2 separate regions of the Mus musculus genome follow, and region 1 is linked to region 2. The links are chromatin contacts, called in public HiChIP or PLAC-seq maps. All regions are on one chromosome and are shown on one strand. Each heading gives the region's core, a stretch centred on a gene start, on an enhancer-like site or on the middle of the called end of the contact. The rest is flanking DNA. Distances are from core to core; before and after follow the strand shown.

Region 1 (4,795 bases), core at 1,685-4,184, 1.2 Mb before region 2:
AGCTGATTCTACCCACTATACAGCTCTATTCCTAACCAGTGGGATCCCCAAATCCAGGCCCTCAGCAGTGGGGGCGTGTGCTGAGCACCAGGCAGAGGGAGCTGAGGCCAGCTCCAGCCTTCTCCAGTTCTGAGCAGGACACAGGTACCAGGGTGACATCAGAGAGCTTCTGCAGAGCCTGCAGGGAGGACCCCAAGGATGTTTTGATAACAGAGCCACAACCCCCCTCTAGCCAGTTCCCAGTGGGTCCCACCCAGGCTTCTGAGGATGGGCCCCTCCTTTCTCCCACTGGGAAAGACAGACTGCTTTCTCTGGTTGGTGGGGCGGTTTTTCCCTCCCTCACCTCCTGGCTGTTGGGCAGGTCCCCACCTCCGCGGTGCAGGAGGAAAGGTGTGGCACCAGGCAACCCAGGACGCAGAAAGAGACAGTCACTAGCTGCATCATCTGGGAGGGTCAGAGAGGCGTAGGGGTGATCAGTCAGCGCTGCCATTGCCTGGAGAGAGGAAGAGGGCATTGAGGTCTCCACAGCTGAGTATGCCTGACCTACCACAAAGTAAGATCTTGGGGTAAGGGTTACTTTTGTGAGATAATGACAGCAAGTATATAATGCCTGCTGTGACAGACACAGTCGTCTCAGGCACTTTAGCTACCGCTGCCTTTTGCAACCCCTCCCCTACTCTTGTTTCTTCTGTACCCCATCATTACTAGGGTGTCCCTTTGTATTAGCTGAACATCTTAGTGAAGACAAGGGTTGTGGGCAATTCCCAGAGCTAGGCAACTTCTGTGCCCTAAACCACGCCCACTTTGTTGACCACGCCTTCACCATAGCCCTGCCCCGCCTCACCCTGACTGCTTTTTGGGCAGCCTCGCTGCTTCCAGCCACCACGGTGCGAGGTCCCCCCATGCCACAGAGGCCGCGCAGGTGCGAGGAGCCTGAGACCGGTACCGTTGAGACAGCGAAGTCCTAGAAGAGCAGGAGGATTTAGGGGTGCGTAAGGAGCACAGGTCAAGCCCTCTGGCATATTGGCCGCACTCATTCTCCAAACTTCTCTGGTTCCTCACCCGGAACGTGTCTGCCACGATCTCAGCTCCTCGATGATTGGTCCACTTGGAGAGGCCTACGAAAAACTCCCGGCCTGAATCCCGGGAGGATGCGAAGGTTTGAAGGCCAGAGTGAGTTTGGAGTCAAGACCTGAGATCTCCTAGTCTCCCAAACTCTGCTTCCCTTGCCAAGCCCACATAGGTGCTGACCATCCGTTGCCTCACCGGTGAAGAGGACGTCGGTGCCGTCCAGCGTCGCATTCTCATCCCCCATCTCCACAATTCGGAGTCCCAAGTCCTGGAGGGCTTTACGCACTCCATCAACCTTGGAGAAGAGAGAGCAGGCAGAGACATCCTCACTCCCTATTTTCTGCCAATCCCAGACATCCAGCCTCCTCCCCTCGACCTTCTTCCACCCCACCCCGCGCAATCCTGTTCTCCAACACACCCGCACCCGGGTCCTCACCTCAGGCCTACGTGCTGGGCTCCAGGGCCTTGTGATTAGGGCCGTGTCTCCTTGGATCACAGCCGTGTCACCAAGCAGTGGTCCCAGCGGCAGTGACTCCTCAGGAGGCAGTTCAAGCAGCTGCAGCCCTAGTCGTTGCCTCAGTTTACCTCCTAGTACTCCATGCTCCCTTTGAGCTTTAGCCAGGTCCAGAGCCGGAAGACCAGCGCCAGCACCTTCCCCGGATGCCAAGCTCTCGGGGACACCCCGGATCAGGGCATGGGAACAACGACCCAGCCCCTCCCCCGGCGTCCCCATCACATCCACACCGAAGCCCCTTCCAGCCAAGCTGTTTTGTTTTTTCTCTTGACTTCACTGGTCTAAGAGAAGAAACAGAAAGGGGTGGGGGTAGAAGAGAAAGACATGCAAAGAAGAGAAGGGGTGAGTGTTAAAAGCTCCTAGGTCTTCCTCCTGCCATCTCCAGGCGCCCCTCCCACTCTGCCCCACCCCCTCCAAACCTTCTGGCTCTGTGGACCCCGCTCAGCCTCCTTTCACCGGGGATCTGCTTTAAGAGGCGCCCAAGGGAACAAGACTTGGATCCTTAATCTCCCAAACACCTGTTGCCCCTGCTCGGGGCTCCGCTAGGTCCCTGCCCCGCGCCCCTCCTGGCAGCCGCTAGGATGCGCTCACTCCCCAAAAATGCGGCGGCCCCGCCCCCTTAACCCTCAGCTGCTCGCAGCAGGAGGGACCCAAAGTCCTGCCAGGGACCCGCAGAGGTTATAGGACTGGAAAAGAAAACTGGGTGGTGAATCAGGACCTGGGGTGTGAAGTCCCGTATGCTCGAAGGAGAAAGGGAAACGGGCGCAAACCCGAGGAACTAGAATCTAAGGAGTTAAGCATCCTCTCTCTCCACCCCGGGTCGTCACGCTGCCCTTCGAGCGACCCAGTACAAACCAGACTTAGTCCCGGAGGACTGGGAGAGGTCTTAAACGAAATCTGGAGGGCGGAGAAACGGGGGAGGGGCGCGGCGTGGAGCCACTCCAGGCTTCAGAACTCCGTACCCCTGTCCATCTTCTAAAGTCTACCCCGCCCAGCTCTTCGCCCAAGTGCAGGTTATTCGCACACTCCGTCCGGTGCAGGGACGTATGCAGCACCCCCAAACTCCAGTCTCCCCATACCGTTTCGGAGACAGCCCCCTCTTCAGACTCACCAGCGGCCACCTCCACTCCTGCAGCCTTGTGATTTCAGCCTTGGCCCCACCCCCAGAGGAGAGAGTTAATGAAGATGGGAGTCTGAGTCCTCAAGCTGGAGAGACGGATAGCTCGGGCTTTTGAGGGGTTCCCAGGGTAGGCGAGCTCACGTACGACGATGGGGCGGGGGCGCGATGGTCTGGCGGCTCCGGGGCATTGTCTAAGCGGGACGGGGCGGGACCTTCTAAGACCACGCCCATTCCGCCCTGCTAGGCCGCGCCCATTCCTCCAGGGCTGAGTGCCCCCCTTCCCTGAACTCAGGCACCGCCCCCAGAGCAGTGTCCAGGCCCACCCTGATCCTGCTAGCCCTGGCTGTGGGGTTACAATCGCGATGTGGACCACGAAACAGCCCTCTTATGGACAGATACAAAACATGGCAGCCCCTGTACAAACACTCCCCTCCCAAATTCCCAGCAGTTACACTGAGCTTAAAAGATCACTGACCCTTCTCTTCATTTGGAGCCCACTACACTTTAAGCCGTCTTTGTGTAAAAACAACACTAGATTTTTTTCCATTCTGTATTTTATTACTGAAATGCGTTGTCCTACCCACCCCATCCCAAAATAAAAATCTTACCCTTGTCCACTATCCTTTGCCTTATCCCACAGCCCCACCCCACAAGTGCCCCGGATTTCCTGCCCACTGGCAATTTCGGAGTGTGTCCATTATGCAGCAACGTGGAAGCCCCCCGAAGCCTCTGTGGAGAGCACAGAGTGGGTGAAGGACCCTTTAAAAAGTGCTCATTTGAGAGCCCTGGCCACTTGCTCATAGGCTAGCTCTATCTCTTCATCATCTGGACAGGTGGAGGCAAATTCTTCCCGGGCATAAGCGTTGCTCAAGTACCGATGCACTCCACGGAATGCCTCTGGGATGGTGAAGCCTCTGTACTTTTTGCACACCACCTAAAGGTTAGAGAGAGGTCAGTGTGTTAGCCCCAGGGAAGGCATGCTTGCTTTGCTTTGAAGCTGTTGAACTTTCTCTTCCTTTAGGGTCTGCCAGGTAAAAAACAAAAACAAAAAACAAAACAAAACAAACAAAAAACCGAGCCCTGTCCAGGATGCCAGACCAATGAACTTCGATTCTTACAAGCTTTTTTGCTGCCGTTCTTTTGAGATAGGGTCTCTCTGTGTCACGCAGGCTGGATGATCTCTGGAATGGTATTACAGACATGTACCCTGTGCCTAGAGTCTTTAAAAATTGTACTTTTAGATGTTATTTATTTAGGCTTTTCAAGACAGGGTTTCTCTGTGTAGCCCTGGCTGTCCTGGAACTTGCTCTGTAGACCAGGCTGGTCTCAAACTCTGGAATGCACCCATCTCTACCTCCTAAGGGCTGGGATTAAAGGCGTGCACCACCATGCTGGCTAGACTTATTTTTATTTTATGAGGATGGGCGTTTGTTTATTTGTATGACTGTGCATCAGATCCTCTGGTCTGAGTTACAGATGCTGTTAGGTGCCATGTGGGTGCTGGCAACTGAACATGGTCCTCAAGAAGAGCAGTCAGTGCTCTTAACCCCTGAGCCAGCCCCTCTAGAGACTTCTCACCGATTCTTTCCCTTCCATCCCCATCCTCACTACCCCCTCCCCCCCCACACACACATCACAAGATGGGGTTTCTCTGTGTAAACCTGGCAGTCCTAGAACTCACTAGCAAGTTCCATGGTCACTAAAACTAAATAGAAAGACCCTGTCTCAAGAAACAGATAAAGAGAGAGACAGGCTAAGAAATGGCTCAGTGGTGAACACCTGCTGTAGATGTTTGGTTTCCAGCGCCCTCAGTGGGCAGCTCCAGTTCCAGGGGATCTACCACCGCCTTCTGCACTCCAAAGGCACCTGCACTCACGTGTGATTAAAACTGAATATATACAGAGGCAGAGACAAACACAGGCTAGGGTTGTGGTTAGTCCTGGGCTCCATTATCAGTAAACACACACACACACACACACACACACACACACACACACACAGAGAGAGAGAGAGAGAGAGAGAGAGAGAGAGAGTTGGCAAAGAGTAAACATTTTTGTAGAGAACTTTGTCTCCTTTTCACTTGACTTCTT
Region 2 (5,232 bases), core at 2,265-4,764:
TCAAACCATATATTTTGTATTTTTCCTTTCTCAGCTTGCTGTGCTTGTTCAAAATGCTCTTCATGAGACTTAACCAGAGAACAAAAGTCTGTGATGGGCATTTCTGAGACTTCCCTTGTCAATGCAATTAATTTGATCTCTCTCTCTCTCTCTCTTTTTCTGAGACAGGGTTTCTCTATGTAGCCCTGGCTGTCCTGGAACTCACTCTGTAGACCAGGCTGGCCTTGTACTCAGAAATCTGCCTGCCTCTGCCTCCCAAGTGCTGGGGTTAAAGGCGTGCACCACCACTGCCCTGTTGAGTCTCTCTCTCCCTCTCTCTCTCTCTCTTTTTTTTTTTTTGTTTTTTCGAGACAGGGTTTCTCTGTATAGCCCTGGCTGTCCTGGAGCTCACTTTGTAGACCAGGCTGGCCTCGAACTCAGAAATCCGCCTGCCTCTGCCTCCCGAGTGCTGGGATTAAAGGCGTGCACCACCACGCCCGGCTCCTGCTGAGTCTCTTAACCTTAGCTTCAGGCAGACTCTTCAGAAAAGGGCAAGAAGTAGTCACATTCTACACCAAAATACCACAAGAACATTCTCTAGGCCACATATTGAAATTCTCCACTGAAACCTCTTGGGTTAGCTCATTAAGCCCCATTTAAAGCATTCCACTGCTTTCCAAACCCAAAGTTCCCAAATCCACATTCTTCCAAATTCAGGCCCATCACAGCAACACCTCAGTCCCTGGTCTGTCTTAGTTAGGGTTTTACTGCTGTAAACAGATACCATGACCAAGGCGAGTCTTATAAAGGACATTTAACTGGGGCTGGCTTACAGGTTCAGAGGTTCAGTCCATTATCATCAAAACAGGAACATGGCGACATCACGGCAGGCATGCTGCAGAAGGATCTGAGAGTTCTGCATCTTCATCTGAAGGCTGCTAGTGCCATACTGACAGGCAGCTAGGAGTAGGGTCTTAAAGCCCACACCCACAATGACACACCTAACCCAACAAGGCCACACCTCCAAGTAGTGACACTCCCTGGGCCAAGCATATACAAACCCTGACTATTGGCAAGGTTAAGCCTAAAGCAAATAACTAAAACAAGTATTTGTTTAAAATCGGGTCTGCCTAATAGAAGGATTACATATTGCCTCTCAAACCCCTCAGAGATCTGCTGACTATTGCATTTATGGTGTTTAATGAAAAAGGCTCCCCCTGACCACAAATACCAGCTCCTGATAGCAGCAGGAGGCTGTCTCCAAAGATTTGCGGCAACTCACTCCCCTGGAGCTCGCTTCAAGTGTGGTACTACTGACCACTGGGCAAAGAACTGCCTGCTGGCAGGACCTGCGCAATTTAAGAACAACATTGGGTTGACTGTTTCACCGAGGTGAGTCGTTCTCCCAAATTCCTTCTCTGCAGAAAAATCTTTCAGATCTTCTGGGTGTGGCTGCTGCAATCCGGGACTGCTCTGCCAGCCAGCTGAAGACTGACCTAGCCCCCAACGAAGCCACTGAGATCACCTCCTGTGAGGATTTCGTCTTGCTCTGGTAAGCCTCTGTTATTCTAATTGATACATAAGGAAGATATTTGTTTTCCCTTTGTTGTCCAAATGTATCCTTCTCTGAGCTCTGTGATGGAGCTTTGGCTGCATCAGACAGTTTAGCAGCAGCAGGCCGTCCTTCCTGAGCCAGCTCCTATCCCAAGGCTGCAGGGGCCAGGTCAGTCCATCCCATGTGTAAAATCTCACAGGTTGGTTTACCTTGCTGTCAGGCTTCATGCCAAGAAAGATAAACTCCCAAAACAGGTTTCAGTAGAAGACAAACTCACATTTTGTCACACACTAAAACTTTTGCTTTTTTTCTAGAAAGTCACTAGGGAAATACTGTCTAGTTTAAAATTATAACCAGTTTGGCGAATTATAACCAGAAATTTTCTAGTGTCCCCCCATTAACATTTGTAGACTTGGAAACATCTCAAGTAAGGTCTTTGGGGGCTGTAGATTTAGAGTTTGGTGTCAAGAAACATACTATTTGGGCTGGAGAGATGGCTCAGTGGTTAAGAGCACTGACTGCTATTCCAAAGGTCCTGAGTTCAAATCCCAGCAACCACATGGTGGCTCAAAACCATCCGTAATGAGATCTGGCGCCCTCTTCTGGAGTGTCTGAGGACAGCTACAGTGTACTTACATATAATAAATCTTTAAAAAAAAAAAGAAACTGCTGGGTGTGGTTGCGCACGCCTTTAATCCCAGCACTCGGGAGGCAGAGGCAGGCAGATTTCTGAGTTCGAGGCCAGCCTGGTCTACAGAGTGAGTTCCAGGACAGCCAGGGCTACACAGAGAAACCCTGTCTCAAAAAACCAAAAAAAAAAAAAAAAAAAAAAGAAACATACTATTTATTTATCCAGTTATGTATGTATGTATGTGTGTGTGTGTGTTTCTTTATTTATTTAAGACAGGGTCTCTCTACAGAGCCTGGCTGCCCTGGAATTTACTTTGTAGACCTGGTTGGCCTTGAACTCAAGAGATCTGTCTGCCTCTGCATTCTGAGTACTGGGAACTGGGATTAAAGGCGTGTGCCACCAAGCCTGGCTTCTAGTTTTGTTTTGATTTTTTAATCTAAAAGATTGTTTATTGACCTGGGCATGGTGGCACAGGGTAGCCCTAGCATCTCTGAGTTCAAGGCCAGCCTGTTCTACAAATAGAATTCCAAGACAGTCAGGGCTACACAGAGAAACCCAATCTCGAAAAAACAAAATAAATATATATGTAATTTATGTGTTTTATATATATATATATATATATATATATATATATGCTTATATATATAATACGTACTATTGGGTATTATTTATATGTGTAAAGATATATGTTTATGTATATAATACATATTGTTTATGTATAATATATAATATTGGAGGCAGGAGGGGCACAGAAAACTTTGTGGCGAATTAGTTCTCACCTTCCACATTATATGAGTTTCAGGGATAACCAGTTTGCTATCCTCCCGGCCCTACTCTAGATTTATGACTTTATTACATCTCCAGATATGGGTTCCACTTTTTCTTCTTTGAGGACAGGTCAGCGCCATCAACCAGCTTCCACTTTTCGGACCTGAGAAAGTGGACCAAGAGCGACCTCGGTGTAACAGTCTCCAGTCTACAGGGTTGGCGAGGAGGTGTGCAAGTTCAGCAGTATCCGCTAGGTGGCGCTCGCTCCGCCCCGACCCCGCTCAGGCACATGCGTATTGCCTCCCCCACGCCACTCCTCCACACAAGCGCACTTCTGACGCAACCAGAGACCTCAGGAAGCCGCGCTCGGCGCTCGGGAGGGGGAGAGGGAGAAAAGAGGAAGAGCGGATCCGGAAGTAGGATCCAAGGGGTCTAGTTCTGGTGCTCTAGCGGACTAGAAGAGTCGCGACTCAGGGGGCGTGGCCCCGGAGGCGGAGGGCACCGTGATTGGCTCGCGACCGCGGCGCCGGCGCGGATTGGCCTCTGCGGATTGAAGTGCGTTGACTGCGCGGAGGTTGAAATTCAAAAGTGGCGGGTGTGGCTGATTGGCCTGGCTCCTGGACAGCCTGGCTTCGGCGTTTTGCGGCGCGAGCCCTTGAGAGGACGCGGGTCTCATCGTCCTGCCTGCTGCCTTTGCACCCTTTCTGTGCGGACCACCATGGACGTGCAGGCGCAGGTGAGTGCGGCGGAGACGACCTCGCGCCAAGATCGGAGGACGCAGGCCGGCCGCCCGGAGACCCGCGTCCCGGGGACAGGTCGGGGCAAGCCGTCCTGCAGGGGAGGGTCGCACCGCCTCGCGCCCAGGACACCAGCGGCCGAGTCAGTGAGGGCAACACACACACACACACACACACACACACACACACACACACGGCGAGGTCCCAGGACAGTCGCAGCGACGTTGGCCCGCCATTCCAGTCGTGCAGGCGCGACCATCCCGTGTCCCTTATCCCCCTCCAGCATTTCCCATTTCGAATTCTCAAGCGGATTCGACATGTTTGTGCTTCTCAGTTCTTACAGATCGCCTTGTGGGAGAAGCGAGGGTTCTGAAAGAGGCCTTGTCGCTTGTCCGCAAAGTACCTTTCTTGCTGATGACCTGTTGTGTTGCTGCTGGATCGGGATAGAGGAAGGGGAGAGGAGAAATGGGGGCATCGGCCCAGAGGATCCTTATTCCCTCGCCTGCCTCTTCCTTTTGCTCATTTGGACTGCTGACTAGTTTATGGGGGTGCCCTTCTTCACCACAAGCATCTGAGGCGTATGTGTGTGGCAATTAATGGACTGATCTCTCTGGTGTCAGGAAAGACCGGCCTGCATTCTTTGTTTACCAGCATTTCAGTCTAGACTGACTCACAGTCGGTGTTCAGCTTGAAGAGACTTTCTGGTATACTCACAGCCAAAAGGGAGAGCACTGCACTGTGACAGGTGACAGTTAAAAAGTAAAATAGTTTTTCTCAGATTTGTTCCTGCAGTATTTGCCAAGCATCTTCTGGCCCTGCACAGCTGTACTTATGTAGGAGACAGGAGTCCTAGCTACCAGTGAGCTGACACTCCCTGGGGAGACAGACATAATACAATTTGTATCTCTATTGGGAGGGAGTGAAGGACAGTAAAGGTTCAAGCAGATGGAAGGGGAAGAAGAAAGCTAGGAGGAACAACATTAACTAAGGTATGGAGAGTTAAAACTGGAAGGAAGAGGTCTGTGGTGCAGTGCTAGGCGAGCATCCAAGAAACACCTGGGTCTATAGTCCCCTGAACCAAAAGCAACGAACCATCCTGAAGTCAGTTGTGCACCTGAGGTCACCTGTGTGGAGGCTCAGACCAGAGCTTGGAGATTCAGGCCAGTGATACATTGTCTCAAAAAAAAAAAAAAAAACCAATATAAATTTGACCTAGTAACCTGAAGCTGGTAGCATGCCCAAGAATAGCAGGGTTTGCTTGCTGATTTGTTGTTGTTGTTTTGTTTGTTTGTTGTTGTTGTTTTGTGGTTTGTTTGTTGTTGTTTTGTGGTGGTGGTAGCTGTTTTCCCTGTGTAACCCTGGCTGTCCTAGAACTCACTCTGTAGACCAGGCTGGCTTAGAACTCAGAGATCTGCCTGCCTCTGCCTCCCGAGTGCTGGGGTTAAAGGTGTGCGCCATCAGTGCCCAGCTGTACTGTGTGTTAAGTGTGTCTGAGAGAAGAGGTCCTTGTGTCTCCCTTTCGGCAGGGAGAGAGAGATTTATACTGGTTAGAGTTGTCCAGA

Evidence for each region. HiChIP or PLAC-seq counts read pairs in DNA pulled down with a chosen protein or histone mark.
Region 1: a FOXA1 HiChIP or PLAC-seq map of pancreatic cancer cells shows a contact between it and region 2. The contact joins the promoter of Ddah2 here to the promoter of Kifc1 in region 2. A contact is called at or near these places in 2 of 39 promoter capture datasets (cranial neural crest and hippocampal neurons), 1 of 484 Hi-C or Micro-C datasets (B cells) and 2 of 115 datasets of contacts at active chromatin or transcription factors (embryonic stem cells and pancreatic cancer cells).

The regions. Positions count from the first base shown.
Region 1 is chr17:35,057,174-35,061,968 of GRCm38.p6, reverse strand. It overlaps Ddah2 (dimethylarginine dimethylaminohydrolase 2), which reads right to left and starts at 2,934. Exons shown (of 7, transcript NM_001190449.1): 1 at 2,697-2,934; 2 at 1,508-1,866; 3 at 1,267-1,366; 4 at 1,063-1,136; 5 at 845-964; 6 at 344-493; 7 at 1-178. The coding sequence starts at 1,804. The coding sequence ends at 62. Clic1 (chloride intracellular channel 1) reads right to left here. Exons shown (of 6, transcript NM_033444.2): 6 at 3,250-3,639. The coding sequence ends at 3,478.
Region 2 is chr17:33,888,915-33,894,146 of GRCm38.p6, reverse strand. It overlaps Kifc1 (kinesin family member C1), which reads left to right and starts at 3,514. Exons shown (of 11, transcript NM_001195298.1): 1 at 3,514-3,669. The coding sequence starts at 3,652. It also overlaps a transcript of Smim40 not described here.